2 separate regions of the Triticum aestivum genome follow, and region 2 is linked to region 1. Evidence: chromatin contacts called from public Hi-C data. All regions are on one chromosome and are shown on one strand. The core of a region is the stretch at or near the end of the contact, and the rest is flanking DNA. Distances in the headings are between cores, read along the strand shown.

What was found. A called contact is a pair of places that touch in the nucleus more often than the background predicts.
Region 2: a Hi-C map of leaf shows a contact between it and region 1, with 6 times the contacts expected there. The contact joins the promoter of LOC123144345 here to the enhancer-like site in region 1. A contact is called at or near these places in 2 of 5 Hi-C or Micro-C datasets (both in leaf).

Annotation. Positions count from the first base shown.
Region 1 is chr6D:169,807,756-169,811,702 of IWGSC CS RefSeq v2.1, reverse strand. No RefSeq gene overlaps it. Among protein-coding and RNA genes, the nearest start is that of LOC123141395, 78 kb to the right of the region's middle. Within about 2 kb of position 1,717, at least 2 of the 8 cell types and tissues checked have an H3K27ac peak or open chromatin away from gene starts, as enhancers often do. A contact at or near this core is called in leaf, where this site is marked.
Region 2 is chr6D:170,130,828-170,135,316 of IWGSC CS RefSeq v2.1, reverse strand. LOC123144345 (3-ketoacyl-CoA synthase 11) reads right to left here and starts at 2,695. Exons shown (of 2, transcript XM_044563446.1): 1 at 2,538-2,695; 2 at 479-2,242. The coding sequence starts at 2,235. The coding sequence ends at 661.

The DNA.
Region 1 (3,947 bases), core at 468-2,967:
TTCTTTCCAAGTTCACGAACTTTCTGAAATTTGTGAACATATTTTCCAAGTCAGTGATTTTTTAAAAATTCACGAGTTTTTTGGATTAGTGAACCTTTTTTCAGATGCATAATATTTTTTCCCGAATTCACGAACATTATACAAATTCAGAATCAGGAGAGTTTTCAAAGTTTCAAACATTTTCAAATTAAAAATCACGAACTTTTCCAAATTCATGATTTTTTCGAATTCATGAATTTATTCCAAATGCACAATTTTTTCCGTTTCGATGAACAAAGCCAACGGTCAATTTGGTCACCTGTAAAATTAGTCAAATGGGTCAAAGGGCAATTTTTGGAGGGGTAGGTTAAAGGGCAACTACTCAATGGCATTTTTTTCTTGAGAAACGTCAATGGCTCCTATCGTTTTTTTTCTTGAGTGCTGTCAACGGCTCGCTCGTATCGTGACGCGCTGGCGAACAATCCAGCGCGCACCCTCTCTCCTCCCGCGCGCCCTATACCACCGGCCCATTAACGGGGCTGGATGCCAACTTTTTCTTATTTAGTTTTTGCTATTTTCCTTTTTTCCTATTTTTAGTTTTTATTATTTATATAATTCAGGATTTTCCAAAAAATAATTTATAAATCATTAAATTTTCGGGTATTAGAAAACAAATGTTCAGGATTTAAAAAAAAGTTTGTGAATTTGAAAAAATATTTTCTGAATTCAAAAAATGTTCATAAATTTTTAACAATCTTTTGCAAAAATAAAAAATGATCTTGAATTATAAAAATAGTTTATTGATTCAAAAAATGTTCACTGATTCAAAATGTTCAAGCATTTCAAAAACAACGTACGTCAAACAAAAATGTTCATGAATTTCAATAAATGTTCATCAATTCATAAAATGTTTGCTGATTCACAAAATGGTAATTGATTAAAAAATTCACTGATCAAACAAACATTCATCAATTCAAAAATTGTTCGTTGATTCAAAAAGTTCACCAATTCAAACAAAGTTTGCTGATTCAAGAAAATGTTAATTGAATCAAAATGAATGGCGATTCAGAAAAAGGTTCATCAATTAAAAAAAATTCACCTATTCAAAAAAAATGTTCACAAGTTTCAGATAAAAGTTCAGAATTTTAAAAACAATGTTCGGAAAATATAATAAATAAATATCCACAAATTGTTCAATGTTTATTATTAAATTATTCCTGTGTTCATAAAAATGTTCAAAATTAAAACAATGTTCACTCCCTCAAAAAATTTCGTATTTGAAAAATAAGTTTGCAAAAATGAAAAAGAAAAAGGGGAAAAAATAAAGATAATGAAAACAAAAAAGGAAAAAGGAAATAAAAAACCAACTCGAGGAACAAAGAAAAAAGGAAAATGAAAAATAAAGAAATAAGAAAAGAAGGGGAAATGAGAAATATAAAAGAGTGAAAAGTCAAAAGAAAAAAGAAAGAAACAAAAGGAAAACCCAGTTCAGAGGTGGCCCTAGAAGTTTCCTAAAACCATGTGGGGGAAAGACCAGACTGGGACGGGCCGCAGGCCTGCAAGGGGTATGCGCTATCTCAGTAGACAGTGACCTACGCACAGAATAGGAACTGTCGGGTAAATGTTTGAACGATCAAACGAAAAAAAATAAGAGAGGCAGCACGATGCGCTGTTGCCCATTAAGGGGCGCTGTGGGCAGTGCACTGACGCTGAAGTCGCCAAATAGGAGGGAAAATCCACCATTTTCTGTATCGCGCCTTTTGCGCACGTTACTACTGTTTGTGCAATTGGGAGCACCCCACCCCTCTACAATGGGCCAACCCATTTAATTTGTTTTTGTTAAACTGCAAAATACGCGTGTGCGACGTGATTCAAACTTGCGATCTCCTTGTTTTTGATAAACTGCAGTAACCACTTGGGACACCACACGTATTGTAATTACATACTCCCTCTTTTCTTCTTTTTGTTCTTTCTTTTTTTTCTTTTTTCTTTTCTTAAATTCGTGAACTCTTAACAAAATCCATGAACCTTTTTCAAATCTATTAATTTTCTTTCACAATCATTGAATCTTTTCAAATTTCTGTTTTTTAGAATTGATGAACATTTTTTGAAAGCATCAAACATGATCCCCGAACAATTTTTAAAGCAGAAACATTTTCCCAATCATTGAAAAATGTTCGTGTTTTCGGAAAATGTTTCATGTTTTCGGAAAATGTTTCACAATCATTGAAAAATGTTCGTGTTTTCGGAAAATGTTTCATGTTTTCAAAAAAATTGCAGATTTTATTAAATTGTTCCCATTGTTCACGATTTCAAATTTTGTTCTTGTTTTATCAAAAGATGTTCGGAATTCTGAAATAGTTCATATTTTCAAAAAATGATTAGAATTCATAAATCATTTATGTTTTCCAAAAAATAATCATCATTTCAAAAAAACTTGTCAAGATATATTTTGACATTTTTTTCAAAAATGCTTTTAGATATAAGTGCTGCTATGTATTCTTATATATTTCGCACCATCGTGAGGTCAAGTGGCAGGTAGCATCTGTTAGGAGTGCGGGGGCACGAGTTTGATTCCTTGCAATCTGATTCTTGTTTCAGTATTTTTATGTCGCTCGATACAAAAAACAAGTGACTTCTAAATAAAGGTAGCTCCTTTTTTTATACGAGATGGCCGGGACTTTCTTTTTAATCTGTAGCGAGCCGTTATTAGTGCTTGCCACTACCTCGGTCAAGCATTGGAGATGACCTAAGAGCATCTACAACACGTCCACGCAAATCTGACCGCAGACACGCCCGCGGATAGCACCGGTCCGTCTCTCAATTGTCTCTATTTGTAACCACAATCCTCACTTTTGAAACCTTAAATCATGTAAACACATGTACGAGATCATTACACACAACATAATGAATGACACACACACAAATAAAAATTACTTGTACATAAAAATACATAGTCCCAACATAAAATTTGTTCACTGTGCATACTTGAAACATAAAATGCATAGTTCATGGATTTTCAGCATGAATTCGCATATGATGCACAAGATTATTGAGAAGTTGCATATGCACCTATTGATCGTGAAATTGTCGATGCATCAAGAAAGGTTGCAACATGCTCCGCCTCTTTTCCTGGAGGCGCACCTGAATTTCAGGCTTCTCAAAATCATGCGTGCAAACTGCCCCTTCACCCTCATTGTCCGCAATCATGTTGTGTATGATTACACAATATGTCATGAGCCGCCAAAGTGTCTCCGGTTCCCACATCATTGTAGGTTCGCGAACAATACCCCAACAAGCTTGGAGCACTCTGAATGCTCTCTTCACATCAGTCTAGCATCTTCTTGCATTTGTGACATTATTTCCTACCACGAGGATTGGATATAGTCGTCACAAATGTCGCCCGTTGAGAATAGATACATCAGCAAGGTAGCACCCTATGTTGTAATTGTGCCCATTGACAGTGTAGTTACACGTCGGAGCCTCCCCATCACAAACTCTCTTGAACAAAGGAGATCATTGGAGAAAATTAATGGCATTGTGAGAAATAGATGTACCCAAGAAAGCATGCCAAATCCACAAGTCCTTCAATGCTACTACTTCAAGTATGGTGGTGGCCTCTTTAGTGTGATATTAGAACTGCCCACGCTAACTTTTGGGGTAGTTTTTCCATTTCCAGCGCATGCATTCAACTAAACCGAGCATACATGATACACAGGTTTGGCACATGCAGAATGCAACAAATGCTTGGGAGGCTGGCCCTGCTCCTCCACCTCCTCAACATGGGTAGGGAGTTTGGCATGTTCTTCCACCAGTACACAATCCATACAGAGGGTATAGTTATCCTCAAATGACTGGTTATCAGCGGCCCTCAATGATGGATGGCATACAAACTGCTGAATCCGGACATGATGATGGTCTGCGCCTCTGGAATGAGCATGTGGCCATTATATGCTTCAATATGCAAT
Region 2 (4,489 bases), core at 1,446-3,945, 320 kb before region 1:
AACGACCCAGCCGTTCTATTATCAGATGATATCTTAACTACGGGGCTATTTGGTTCCCAGTCATAGATTGCCACGCCAAAGCTGTTACGGGCACACCTCCTTAGGCAGGTGTTTGGTGCTGTATGCAGGTTTGGCTCGCCACAGTGCAAAGGAGCTTCTGCAGCAGAGATTCTCAAGATATGTGGCGCCCATTTTGCCCGCCACACTTCCTGTGGCGTGCCACGGGTGTGGCTAACACCTCAACTTAGGTGTGGCGATTTTAGCGTGCAATGCACATCAAAGACAGAACTCATCATAGACGACAGGTTAGCACGATACGATGGCCAACATTCGGAACAAATCAAATGCCGACAGGTTAGCACGATATGATGGCCAACATTCGGAACAAATCAAATGCGCAGTGCGCATGGAAAAATTAATGCAACGCAGTTGCTCCTTTCGGGGCCAAGATTCTCGATCCACATGGAACACAAAGATGTTAAGAACTGATCAATGGATAAAAAGTGAACAGCACGACACCACACCCCTCTGTACCACCTAAATGGAATCATCTAAAATTAATACCCCGACAGATCACCCAAACAAATTGCATACAGTCGAATTCAATGGCAAGATTTGCTCACTTGCTGTTCCGGGTGGTATATTACTGAACAGGCAAAGCTATTCAACAACCTTGGAAACCTTGGGAACCACCACCGGAAATGTGTCGATCTCGTCCATCCAGGGGTTGTTCTGCTCCTTCGCAGGGTTCACTGACCTGAGCGCCTTCCAGACAGCGCTGTTGCACTTGAACCCCGAACCGAACGCTATCTGCCAGATCCTGTCGCGCCTCCTGATCCTCCCCTTGGCCTCGCTGTAGGCCAGCTCGTACCAGAGCGAGCTGCTGGACGTGTTGCCGAACCGGAAGAGAGTCATCCGGGACGGCTCCATGTGCCAGTCGGTGAGGTCCATGTTCTTCTCTATCTCATCAAGCACAGCGCGCCCACCAGCGTGGATGCAGAAGTGCTCGAATGCCAGCTTGAAGTCAGGAATGTATGGCTTGATCTTCATCTTGAACAGCTTCTTGCCAACCAATGTGACCATGAACAGCAGCTGCTCCGAGAATGGTAACACAAGCGGGCCAAGCGTTGTGATGTTCGTCTTGAGCGCATCCCCAGCCACCGCCATGAGGTCCTTGGATAGTGCCACGCCAACCTTGCCGCTATCATCCTCCTCCTGGGTGACACAGCTGAAGCACTTGTCATCTGCACCCTTGTGAGTCCTCACAGTGTGTACCAGCTCGTACTTGGACCTCCTCCTGTCTGACCGCTTGTTCGACAGAAGGATCGCAGCGCAGCCCATCCGGAACAGGCAATTTGACACAAGCATCGACCGGTTGTTCCCAAAATACCAATTCAGGGTAATGTTCTCCGTGCTGACCACCATTGCATACGAGTTGGGGTGCACCTGGAGCAAATCCTTGGCCAGATCTATGGACAGGAGCCCGGCACTGCACCCCATTCCTCCCAGATTGTAGCTGACTATGTTCCCTCTCAGCTTGTAATGGTTCACCACCATGGCGGACAGTGACGGTGTTGGGTTGAACAGGCTGCAATTCACAACAAGAATCCCAATGTCCTTGGGCTTCACCCCGGTCTTGGCGAGCATGTTGTCGATGGCACCGAACATGCAGACCTGCGCCTCTTGGCGCGCCAATTCCATGGAGGGGTTGGGCGGCACGGTGACCAAGGCGGGAGGGATGTAAGTGTCCTCGCCCAAACCCGAGCGCTCGAGGATCTTGCGCTGGAAATCGAGGTTGGCTTCGGTGAAGTTGCCGGTGAGCTTGGAGCAGCGCATGAAGGTTTCACGCGAGCACCGGCGCTCCGGGCCGGGCTTGTAGCAGCCGAAGTCGACGAGGTAGACGGAGCGCGGGCGGGTGAGGAAGTAGACGGTGGAGAGGAAGACGAGGAGCGTGGAGCAGGCGATGACGGAGAGGAGGTTGAAGCGGAGGTGCGTCCACAGGTCGGCGACGTCGCCCGGAGAGAGCGTCGAGAGGTGGACGGCGATGAGCACGATGAGCGGGGTGAGCAGGAGGTACATGCCGTGGGTGATGAGGTAGTGGTACCCCAGCTTGACGTACTTGAGCCGCACCGACTGCAGGAAGTCCGGCAGCCGACGCGACGGCGACGGCGAGCTCGCGCCTTCGCCGGCGCTGGCACCGGCACCGGCCGGCGGCGTGCTGTCCTCCATCGACATGGTGCCCCTGCGGATCGAGGAAACGCAGATTTCCGTGGGTCAGATAAACGGCGGAAGAAATTCAAAATGCGAGATCTGGCAGCTGAAAGTTTTAACCCCTAGTAAATTCTAGACGGCAAAACGAATCTTGTATTGCCCCGGCACGAAGGTGCGAATCGAGATGCGTTTCGAGTTCATGGCCGCCTACCTCCCCTCCCTCCCTCGGCCACCCACGAGGCAGTCCACGGCCGATAATAATAATACAATAAAAATACAGTATGTAATTCAGAACGGAAATGACACAGACGGATTCCGAAGCATACCGCTCAAATGGCCGGAGCGACGATCAGCGCCGCCGGGCTCCGCCTCGGAGACGGCGCCGGGTCCTCCTCCTCCGCCTTCTTCTGGCGCCGCACTCGTCTCTCTCCTGAACTTGCCGTCGCGAGCAACACGGGAGGGGGGGAGGGGAAGGGAAACGGAAGCCGGCATTTAATAGATGGCACGAGGGGGAATAATCGTGGTGGCCCACCAGTCGGCGACGGGGACGGCCAGCTTGGATGCAGCCGGCGGCTCGCGACGGACGGCTGGAATGGATCGTGGGGCGACGACCGGGCGGCCCGCGTCTGACTGGGCTGTTTAGTTGGGTACAGTTTAATGTACCCGTAAGGGCGATCTGTTCCGCGGCCACGTGGGGCCTCGCATGCGCTGGTTCGCTGGGCTGTGCGTGGGGTGTCAGTGACAGCTGTGCGTGATTCGCTGCTTTGGAGGAGCTGGGGTATGGGTTTGGCGGAGAGAACGTGGTGGGAGCGGGCGAGCGAGCGATTGGAGTTTTCCGGCGGAACTGCCGGCCCGCGTTGGAACGCGATGTAACGACATCCGCGAATATTACTGAGCTGACTGTATTTTTTAAAAACAAAACACAGTGGTTCCCATGTTCTCTTTTTCTTCTGCAGATTTCAGGGACAGCTCGCCACATGCTGCAACCTCTGCATTCCAGCGTATTTTGCGAACAATATCACAGACCAACATATTCTTCTTTTGAAAAAACACGTCTCCCTTGCCGGACGAGGATTTAAAGCTCTCAGAGCATCTCCAGCCGCGTCCCCAACATGATCCGCCAGGCGATTTTTTAGCCGGCGCTCAAAAATTGGCCTAGTTGCACCCTCAGGAGCCTGTTTTTCACCGGTTTGGGCCGAAACTGGCGCCGACGGACCCCGGCCGAACCCGGCGTGCTACATAAGCAGCCGCCTCCCCTTGCCTGTGCGCCGCCGCCGCCGACGTTCCTCCCCTCTCTCCTAGTGCCCAGCCGCGACGATGGGCGAGAGGTTCCCCGGCGATGGGGCGGCGGCCAATGGCTTCAGTCGCCGCTCGTTGCACGAGTGGGAAGCCTACCTGATGTTCGAGGCCAACGTCTCGGCGCCTCCCGACATGCGCGCGTCGGGGCAGTGGAAGCTCAGCGCCGGTGGCGTTCCCATTCCCCTGCTGCCCGACGTCACCGTGCGCGCCGACTACTTCGCCGACGAGGTCGACCGCGTGCTGGCATCGCTGACGGAGGAGCAGCAGGCCCTCCCGCAGTACGCCGCCGGCAACCACGAGGCATGGGCGTCGTACTTCCAGCGCCGGGAAGCGGAACGGCTGGCCTCCACCAATGGGGCGCCGGTGGTGCGGGGAACCAAGAACAGCGAGGGCCGCCGCCAGTGGTGGGGCGCCCCCGGGCGCACTCTCCATGCCGTCCTCCAGCACCTCGAGGGCGGCAACGACCCGCCATTCACGTACCCTGCCGCCCCGGTCCCCCGCCGGAGCGGCGGCCAATGGATGCCAAGGAGGGTCGGCTCCTCTTCTTCCTCCTCCCGCTCCTTCTCCCAGTCCTTCGGGTCGTCGGCGTTGTTCGACGTCAAGGCCGAGCCCGCGGAGACCGCGGAGACGCCGCTCGGCCGGCGCACCCGCAACGCCGACATCGTCATCAACGAGGGCGGGCGCGCCTCCTCCTCGGCTCCTGCCCGCTTCGTCAAGCCGAAGACGGAGCCGGGGCTCGCCGCCGTGAAGACGAAGCCAGGGCTCGCCGGCGTGAAGGAGGAGCCAGGGCTCGACGACGCGGCGGCCTTGAAGTGGACGCGCGAAGACTGGGCGTGGACGGAGCTGGAGCGCCAGCGCCGCACCTTTGATCAGTTAGCCACTCGGCGCCGTGGCCGCGATGAGGGAGGCGTCGTCATCCTCGACGACGACAGCGACGACGACGCGCCGCCACCGGTCCGCCAGGGCGACCGCGGACAGG